Linked DNA regions of Mus musculus: region 2 is linked to region 1. Evidence: chromatin contacts called from public HiChIP or PLAC-seq data. All regions are on one chromosome and are shown on one strand. Each heading gives the region's core, a stretch centred on a gene start, on an enhancer-like site or on the middle of the called end of the contact. The rest is flanking DNA. Distances are from core to core; before and after follow the strand shown. Region 1 overlaps Immp2l (IMP2 inner mitochondrial membrane peptidase-like (S. cerevisiae)). Region 2 overlaps Immp2l (IMP2 inner mitochondrial membrane peptidase-like (S. cerevisiae)).

Region 1 (4,126 bases), core at 822-3,321:
AGGTAGCCATGTTGGTGAGACTTCATGGGCTTAGCTTCTGCCTTGGTTACTATTATCTTGTGCCTTCAGCCTTGAAGGGGCTTGGGATAGGTTAAGTGCCTTGAGTTTTCAGAAAGATACCTCCTTGGATAATTAACATGTCTAGATACAGGGCTAAGCAGAAGACATACATAATAAAGAGGACACATACAAAATGAAGGTAGAGATGCCAGCTTTATCCTGTGTCAGTTGCCTTGTTGGTCCTGAGTAGTAATCCGGTGTTTTAGCAAAAGCAGTTTCCAAGTGCCTGCTAGAGTGCCAAAGGAGACCTTAGGCTTTACTATGTGTAAAGGAGCCTACTCTCCCACAAAAACTTGGGGCTTTAAGAGCTGCTGGGGCTTTTGTTGTTGTTGTTGTTGTTGTTTTTAATCACCAATAACTAACTATGTGTCTGAGTGTCTGCAGTTTCATGAAAAGCTGATCTTATGGAGTAATTTAAAAAGCCTGTTAAGAATTATTGAGTGTGAATGAGTCCCTGTTCACCCTTATGAATTGCGGAGCTTTCAGAGCTCTGGAAGTTAGCCTTGCTCTTGGTATAATATATCTCAAGTCAAAGCCAAGCATAAGGTTGAAAACACAAGACCTCACTTCTCTCTAAAGCTTATGTGGGCCCTGTTTCATGCCATGCCATCTCTCTTTGGAGAAAGCAACTGGAAATCTCATGGCGTGACCCACCCAAAGCCCAGCACTAAGGTCTGTGGTTTCACCGGGAGCATTGCCAGCAAAGATTAATGTATTCTGTTTTAAGACCAAGTGTGCCTTCCAGATTCCGCTCTCTACTTGCAACCTATGCACATTCAAATTGAGTTCAATTTAAATGACAAAGGGTGATTTGCACTGTTTAACAAATGGGCAATTGGTATTAATCATCAGGCTTTTGGCAGTTTTGCAGCAAGAGGAGGGTTGTTAAGTTCCTCCAGGAGCAGCCTGTAAAAGCAGTATATTTGTAGACTTGGCTTGGGCTAGTCTTTGTTGAATAATTAATTAGAAGTCTTTACCGAAATTCCCTTTTGTCTCCAGAGTCAGTAATAAAACGGCCATCATATAATGACACATTCTAAGATCTATGTTTGGATTGATGCAGTGTAAGTGCCAGATAGTTAGTTTGTATCTTTGCCATATTCTCTTGTGTGTCATACTTGTGCATGTGTCCCTCACTGAGATCAACCTTAGAGTAAGACCTGTGACTTTCCTGAAGCTGCAGTGAGCTTTTCTTCACATCTTCTTTTCTCCTTCTCATGTGTCTCAGAAGATAAAGAGTCACATATTTGCTTCAGGTGTTGTCAGAGTTTTGTTCATGTCATCCACATTGGTGAGTGATCTCTTCTGTGTGTTTCTTACTCCACCTCCTGGCACATGTGATGTGGTTGATCACATCCTTTTTAAAATAATTTGAAGACTTTCATTTCTTGGTTTCCTGGAACCCAGAAAACCTAGCTATTTCTCCTAGGCTTGATCTACATTTCCATTGTCCGCTGCCAAGCCTCTCAATGCTGTCATGCCCCCAGCTATGTCCTGACCTTTCACTGAAAGCCCTCATTGAGAAAATTGGCCCCATGTCTTTAAATGCTATTTTTGTGCATTAGTGTTCAGATTTGCAGCTTTAAAACTTATCATAGTTGGAAGTTTATTATGCTCCTCATAATTACTACACTGTCTCTATTCCTTCAGACAGCTTTTGTCTTGTCTGAAATTACCACATTTCAGTAAATGGCATGGCTAGTCACCCAATTATTAAGATAGAATTCAGTAGGTCTCTTAATGTCTCACTACTTCCAAATTTAGCCCACCACAAAGGCAAGATAGAACCTCTACCATGAACACTCTAAACTCTTCTGTCTTCCTCCTTTAGAGTCACATCCCAAATATAACTGTATAGGAATCTTCTTTACTGCCTACAATCTCCCCTACTATCTACCCAAGTCTAGCAGCTCCAATTTCCTGCAAGAAATAGTTCTGTGGTTTCCTGTTATTATTAGACTTCAAAGCACCCTCAAAGTTTTCTCTGATTCACCTGATCTTGGTCTTCCGTTTTCAGAATCCTCCCATCTTGGGGCCCCTGAAGTTTTTCTCCTTTGATGTCTATACCTCTTTCACACCTTATCATTGCCTAAATATAACTCAAGGTGGTAGAATGGTTCCTCTTGATTGAATTCTCATCTGCAGATTCCATCACCCCTTATTAAAAATTATTCCTTTTTGGTTTTATTTTATGTGCATGGGTGTTTTGGCTGAATGCACATCTATGTACCACCATGTGCGTGATGCTTCATGGATGCCAGAAAAGGACACTGTATCTCCTGGAACTTGAGCTACAGATGGTTCTTAGCCACATGAGAGTGATGGGAATCAATCCTTGGTCACCTGGTAGAGCAGCTAATTCTCTTAACCACTGAATCTCTCCAGCCTCATCTTTCTCCGATCTTTGCACATCTTTCCTTACTTCAAATATTCTTTACTTTGCAATCTAAAGCAAACAAAAAAATTGCATACTTCCCACTAATATCTCTACCCACACTACTATTGTTATTCATTCTACATAACTGTTACCACTGTATTATTTCTTTTTAAAATGTTCTTTCTTGTTTTCCAAAAGAAAATTAATCATCATTGTATAAACTGATAACAATAATTTCAGAGTATGGGAAGTGTACTGGCTGGTTTAGTGTTTCAACTTGACACAAGTGGGAGGAAGGAACTTCAGTTGAGGAAATGTCTCCATGAGATCCAGCTGTAAGGCATTTTCTCAATTAGTGATCAAGGGGGAAAGGCCCCTTGTGGGTGGGACCATCTCTGGGCTGGCAGTCTTGGGTTCTATAAGAAAACAAGCTGAGCAAGCCAGGGGAAGCAAGCCAGTAAGAAACATCCCTCCATGGCCTCTGCATCAGCTTCTGCTTGACCTGCTTGAGTTCCAGTCTTGACTTCCTTTAGTGATAAACAGCAGTTTGGAGGTGTAAGCTGAATAAACCCTTTCCTCCCTAACTTGCTTCTTGGTCATGATGTTTTGTCCAGGAATAGAAACCCTGACTAAGACAGGAAGGTTTTATTGTAGATATGAGAGAACATCGAGAGCAGAGAGAGGAAGAAGTAGAATGAACATGGCTGACAGATTGGACATGGCCAGGGCTATCTGCAATAGAGGAGAATACCAGGTAATAGAGAATAGAGAGACTAGTGAAACTAGCAGAAGCTGGAGCAAGAGCATAGAGAAGGTTTAGCAAGAATAGCCAGATTTTAAGAAATCTAAGGTAAGCATCTGCCTAGAGGGAGGGAAGGGGCCAGGAGACTGGCATTGAAATGCATAGCAGGTTCTTGTGTATTGGGAGTGAGTGAGTGAGCCTGAGGGAAGCACTGACCTTGAGTGTGCTGCTAGGTGCACAGTTGTATGTTAATTAGAGAACCTCAGGGCACTTTTACTAGAGGTAGGGGAAATGTCTCCTTTTGGAAGATATGGAAGTGGCCTCCCAAGTTCCTGAGGAATGTTGGCTTTTATCTAACTGATAAAAATCCTGCTCCGGTCTAGGCTGGGTTCATTTCTGGATATTTGGATTGCCTTCTGGAGTTTGAGGAATTGGGAGTTTTCCTTTGGGCCTGGGGGCTTTGCCCTTTTTCACTGCCACTGAACACAGCCCCTGGTTCACACTAGACATCTAATACTTCTCTGTCCAATTCTTCATTGGTGAGAGAGCTTAACACCACCAATTTTTCCTGTTGCAGAAATAAGAAGACAGTATCAAGTGGGAAAAAAAAAAGAAAAAGAAAAAAGGGCTGGAATTTGTTTTCCATGGGCATTATGTTTTCCAGGAAGAAAGAAAGATGGATCCCACTTTAAAAGCAACTGGAGATTGAAATAGATAGAAGAAGCAGGAAAAGACTTTTAGATGGAAGGCAGGGCTTTTCCTATGGTCAATGGCTGGCTAAAACCTGAGGCAGAACTAAGATTAAAGTGTTGGGGATTTGGAGGGATCACAGTAATGTTTTATTTTCTTGTAGGTGACAATTGGAAACATGCACAGACAGGATATCCATGGGATAGGAAATGGTAGAGTCATCGCATAAAGCATGACATGGAGTCCAAGGGTTAAAC
Region 2 (4,126 bases), core at 1,205-3,704, 150 kb after region 1:
AACCACCACAAGGATATTATATTCTTTTTTTCCCCTTAGATATTTTCTTTATTTACATTTCAAATGCTATCCCGAAAGTTCCCTGTACCGTCCCCCCGCCCTGCTCCCCTATTCACCCACTCTCACTTCTTGGCCCTGGCATTCCCCTGTCCTGGGGCATATAAAGTTTGCAAGACCAAGGGGCCTCTCTTCCCAATGTTCTTATACTGTCAATAATGAATGAAAAAAAATCTGAAAATGAGAAACCATCTTTAATCAACTGTTAATGTAAAGTAAGGGTATATGTGTTTACGTAACAGTGTAACACTTGTTCCCATGAAGAAGAGGGTGTAAATTACATGACCTCTTGATCTTCCATAAGTGGTTGCAGCTCATGTTGTAGGTGGGTTAGGGTGGGACCACAGCCTTCTCATGTGCAGAGAGATATGCTTGAAAAGTGATTTCAGTGTTTCCAGGGATGGATGCAGTTCGGTTGTCCTGCTTGAAAGTCCAATTTACATTTCATGATTGTTACTTTCCCTAAGTGGAAACATGGCTGCATTACTTCATTCAAGGCTCCTGTGACTCCAAAGCCCTGAGTAAAACCTCATTAATCTGCACCCCGCTTTTTCAGAAGATGTAATAACTTTGAAAAGTGCTAGGCTGAAGTTTACTTTTCTGCTATCTATAAAGAAAGGATTCCTAACCCATTAACCAAATTAATAGTGCAGACAAGATTGGAAGAACAAATGGCATTAAACTTCCTTCAGCACTTTAGAAGCACCCATATACCTAAAGGCTATCTAAACTTGAAAGACACTATATTTTCAAAGTTTTGTTGCAGCAAGATCTTTTTCTAGAAAAAAAAAAAGGATAAAAGTTTAAAATGGTATACTTCTCTAATTCACTCTCAATTTGTTTTTTTGTCCAGTTAATCCATGCAATTTGACAAGAAAAATATGAAATTTTAGGAGATTTTGTCTGTATTAACAATGATGGCCAGGAAAGTAGTAAGAGGACCGATGTCACATGGTCTTCAGAGGGAACTTTGGTGCCCAGCATCTATCTGTTTCAGCCTGTTATTAAAGATGGGAATACTTACTTCATTTTGTCTATAATGTACTATCCCTAAAATTTAGCCCATTGAATCATGTGTACATGTACTCTACTACCATACCTACCACAGGACTGTGTTTACGTATAAGCATATACATGGCTCTATTTCCATATAAATTGGAAAGCATGACACCAGAAAACAGACCTCTTTTCAGCTCTAGGGAATGAGGACTGCTTTTTTATCTTTTTTTTTTTTTTTTTTTTTTTTCGAGACAGGGTTTCTCTGTGCAGCCCTGGCTGTCCTGGAACTCACTCTGTAGACCAGGCTGGCCTCGAACTCAGAAATCCGCCTGCCTCTGCCTCCTGAGTGCTGGGATTAAAGGAGTGCGTCACCACACCCGGCTTTTTTATCTCTTTAGGGAACTAAAATGAAGGATTTGCTTTCTATCCTGAACTTCCATAACAATCCCATTAACATCTTAGGCTTGCTCTGTCACTCCACTCCACTCAGTTCTCCTTCCCTGTTCGCAGTAAGCTCTCATGAGGTTGCTGATTTCTTTCTCTCACGATGTTGTCCCAAGGAAGGAAAGAAAGCCTCCGTGGGTTTCAGCATTTTCCTCCTCCTCCTTCCTTGAGCTGTGATCACACACTGAAAGCTCCATCCTGTGCTGATGTTTGAGAATCTGTTACCATGGAGCTATTCCCCAGCTCAAAGGATGGTTTTATTACATACAGTGTTACAGGAAAGGAGGATGGTTAAAATTAAACTTAAAAACCCTTGATTAATAATAGAAAATGAGAAAAAAATGTTTTCAGAATCGAACATGGGGTTGAGTGCAATGTATTGTTATGGTTACCCTTGTTCTCCAAGGAGCTCCTTTTATTTTATGTTTTCTGTTTGTGGGGAGGGAATTGTAGCAAATATAAAAGACTGTGTTGTCTGCTAGCTACTGGGCATATGTCCAAAATACAAGTGGACGTTAACTCAATTCAGCAGATAAGATTTCCTTAGGGACTTTTGGAAGACTTTCCTAGTTCATTTCTATGGCCTGCATATGACCTGTGTGTGTCCTCTCAGACAAAGCTACTTAAAGAAAAATTAATAAGATTTGGTGTGTGCATATGGGGAGGTCAAGAAAGACTTAAAAAGAATGAACAGTAAACAGAATTTTGAGGTACCAGTGATTTTGGCAATGAAGATAGGCTTCTTGCGTCAAGGCAGGTCTAGAAGAAGCTGATGCTGAGGAAGCATAATAAACTCTTTGATGAAGGCCTGCATCACACACAAAATGTGCTACTCTTTAGCCAGTGGTGAGCCTGCTTTGAAGGCCAACTTCTTGATTTCTTACCTAGAGTGAGTGACCAGGGTGTGGAGTTTTTGAAGATGTGTGGTTTTAGAAAAATAACAATTTTTGAATTGAACCACATCTTAGCTACTTTGCATATTTTCGAACATTTTGAAGTACATTAATGATCTAGGAAAGCATGTTTACCAAAAAAAAAATCTATGTATAAAAACTCTAAAAAGTTATTTTTAATAACATTTAAGAGTAATAGAATTTAGAGATACATTAAGGGGTAAATATAATGAGCAGCAATTAAACATTTTAAATGTCTTAAAAAGCTGTTAAGTGATTTATGGGGATCCCTCACTTTTTGGGAGGTAAAGAACTACAACTACTAGGCAAGAATTCAGAGCCTTCTCTGCTTGTAGGACCTATGCCCAGATAGGAACACAGAAGGTACCTGGCATTAGGTGACAGCAGGGTCCCAGGCAGTTCTGTTGGCCATGCTTAGCTTTGGCTCTAACCGAACTATGGATATATGTTGCACATGCCTGACAATTGTCATAACAACAGGGTGTGGGAAGGAGAGAAATGAGGAAGTTGTGGCTTTTCTCGGTATGGCCCAGCAGTTAAGAATTTGGGATTCCAATTAACAGCTGGGTGTTTGTTTAAGCTCTTCATGCCTCAGGTTTCTCATCTGTGAAATTGGATCCATAATCATATTTACCTCGTCAGATAGCCCTAAGGATTAAATTAAAAAATATATGTAAATTAGGTTAGACATTTGTACACAGTAAGTTCCCAACTTTTAATAACCACCTGATATGTATGATGACTGCTGTAATATTTTATAATCTCCTCAGAGGTACTTAATTGATACATATCTGAGTTAGTCCTTTGGCTTTATAGACCCTTCTGGTAGACTACATTAAGGAATGCACATCACTAAGAATGCTTTTAGGTTTTCATTCTTGTTTCGTTATAGTCAGTCTTGGTGGAAATGTGCCTAATTGTACCCCAGTGTTCTCTAAAAGCTTCAGTCTACTGATTGTTGGGTGCTTATATGAGATGGTTTTTTTTTTTTTAATCTTTTCTTTATAACCATCTTCTCAAGGAGTCCTCATTTCTATTATGCAGCTTACTGTTTCTCTGGTAGAGCACTCATCCTCAACTCTCATAGAAGCTGCTTTACTTTCCTATGTAGACTTTTACAGTGTTAGATGGTTGCAGATGTCAAATACTTAAAATTTGATTGGACACAGGCCATACTAGCTCTCAGGCTCTCCTGCCCTGCATGTGGCAACAAATGGTCTTAGTTTGCCAGTTTTCCTGCAAATAACTTTCTGTGGTATTTGTTTGGTTCCTCCCCATCCAGTGGCCATATTAATGTATATTACAATACAGTTTGAATTTTAAGTGTGGCCTTCATAGCTTGTTGAGCCCTGTGTTCCTAGCAGGACTGCATGGTCCTGGTGATGGCCTATTATGATTAGCATATCTGCTGTTCTACACTTGCATGAAGTGGGCATTAGTCACAGCTGGGACAATAGTAGCTTCTGAACTGTTCCAGGTATTGAAGACATACAGGAAGTTTTCAAGCTCACTGCAGAACAAATAAAGACAGACAAAGCAGAAAGGAAAACAAACACTCCTTCTCTCGCTTTTACTGTGGCTTGGTGCTTTCTCAATATTTCATTTCTCCTTAGTAGCTGCTCTCCCAGGGAGCAGGACAACAGGACTCTTCCTTGATATGTAGAAAGCTGTAAGAAGGAGATGAGACACTCTCTTGGTCTTGTTGTTTGCAT

Evidence for each region. HiChIP or PLAC-seq counts read pairs in DNA pulled down with a chosen protein or histone mark.
Region 2: an H3K4me3 HiChIP or PLAC-seq map of the 230-238 cell line shows a contact between it and region 1, with 4 times the contacts expected there. The contact joins two enhancer-like sites. A contact is called at or near these places in 2 of 484 Hi-C or Micro-C datasets (myeloid progenitors and uterus) and 1 of 115 datasets of contacts at active chromatin or transcription factors (the 230-238 cell line).

The regions. Positions count from the first base shown.
Region 1 is chr12:41,726,605-41,730,730 of GRCm38.p6, forward strand. The region is part of intron 6 of Immp2l (IMP2 inner mitochondrial membrane peptidase-like (S. cerevisiae)); the gene reads left to right. Among named protein-coding and RNA genes, the nearest start is that of Gm40412, 120 kb to the left of the region's middle. Within about 2 kb of position 2,072, at least 30 of the 459 cell types and tissues checked have an H3K27ac peak or open chromatin away from gene starts, as enhancers often do. A contact at or near this core is called in the 230-238 cell line, where this site is marked.
Region 2 is chr12:41,875,782-41,879,907 of GRCm38.p6, forward strand. The region is part of intron 6 of Immp2l (IMP2 inner mitochondrial membrane peptidase-like (S. cerevisiae)); the gene reads left to right. Among named protein-coding and RNA genes, the nearest start is that of Gm46348, 110 kb to the right of the region's middle. Within about 2 kb of position 2,455, at least 59 of the 459 cell types and tissues checked have an H3K27ac peak or open chromatin away from gene starts, as enhancers often do. A contact at or near this core is called in the 230-238 cell line, where this site is marked.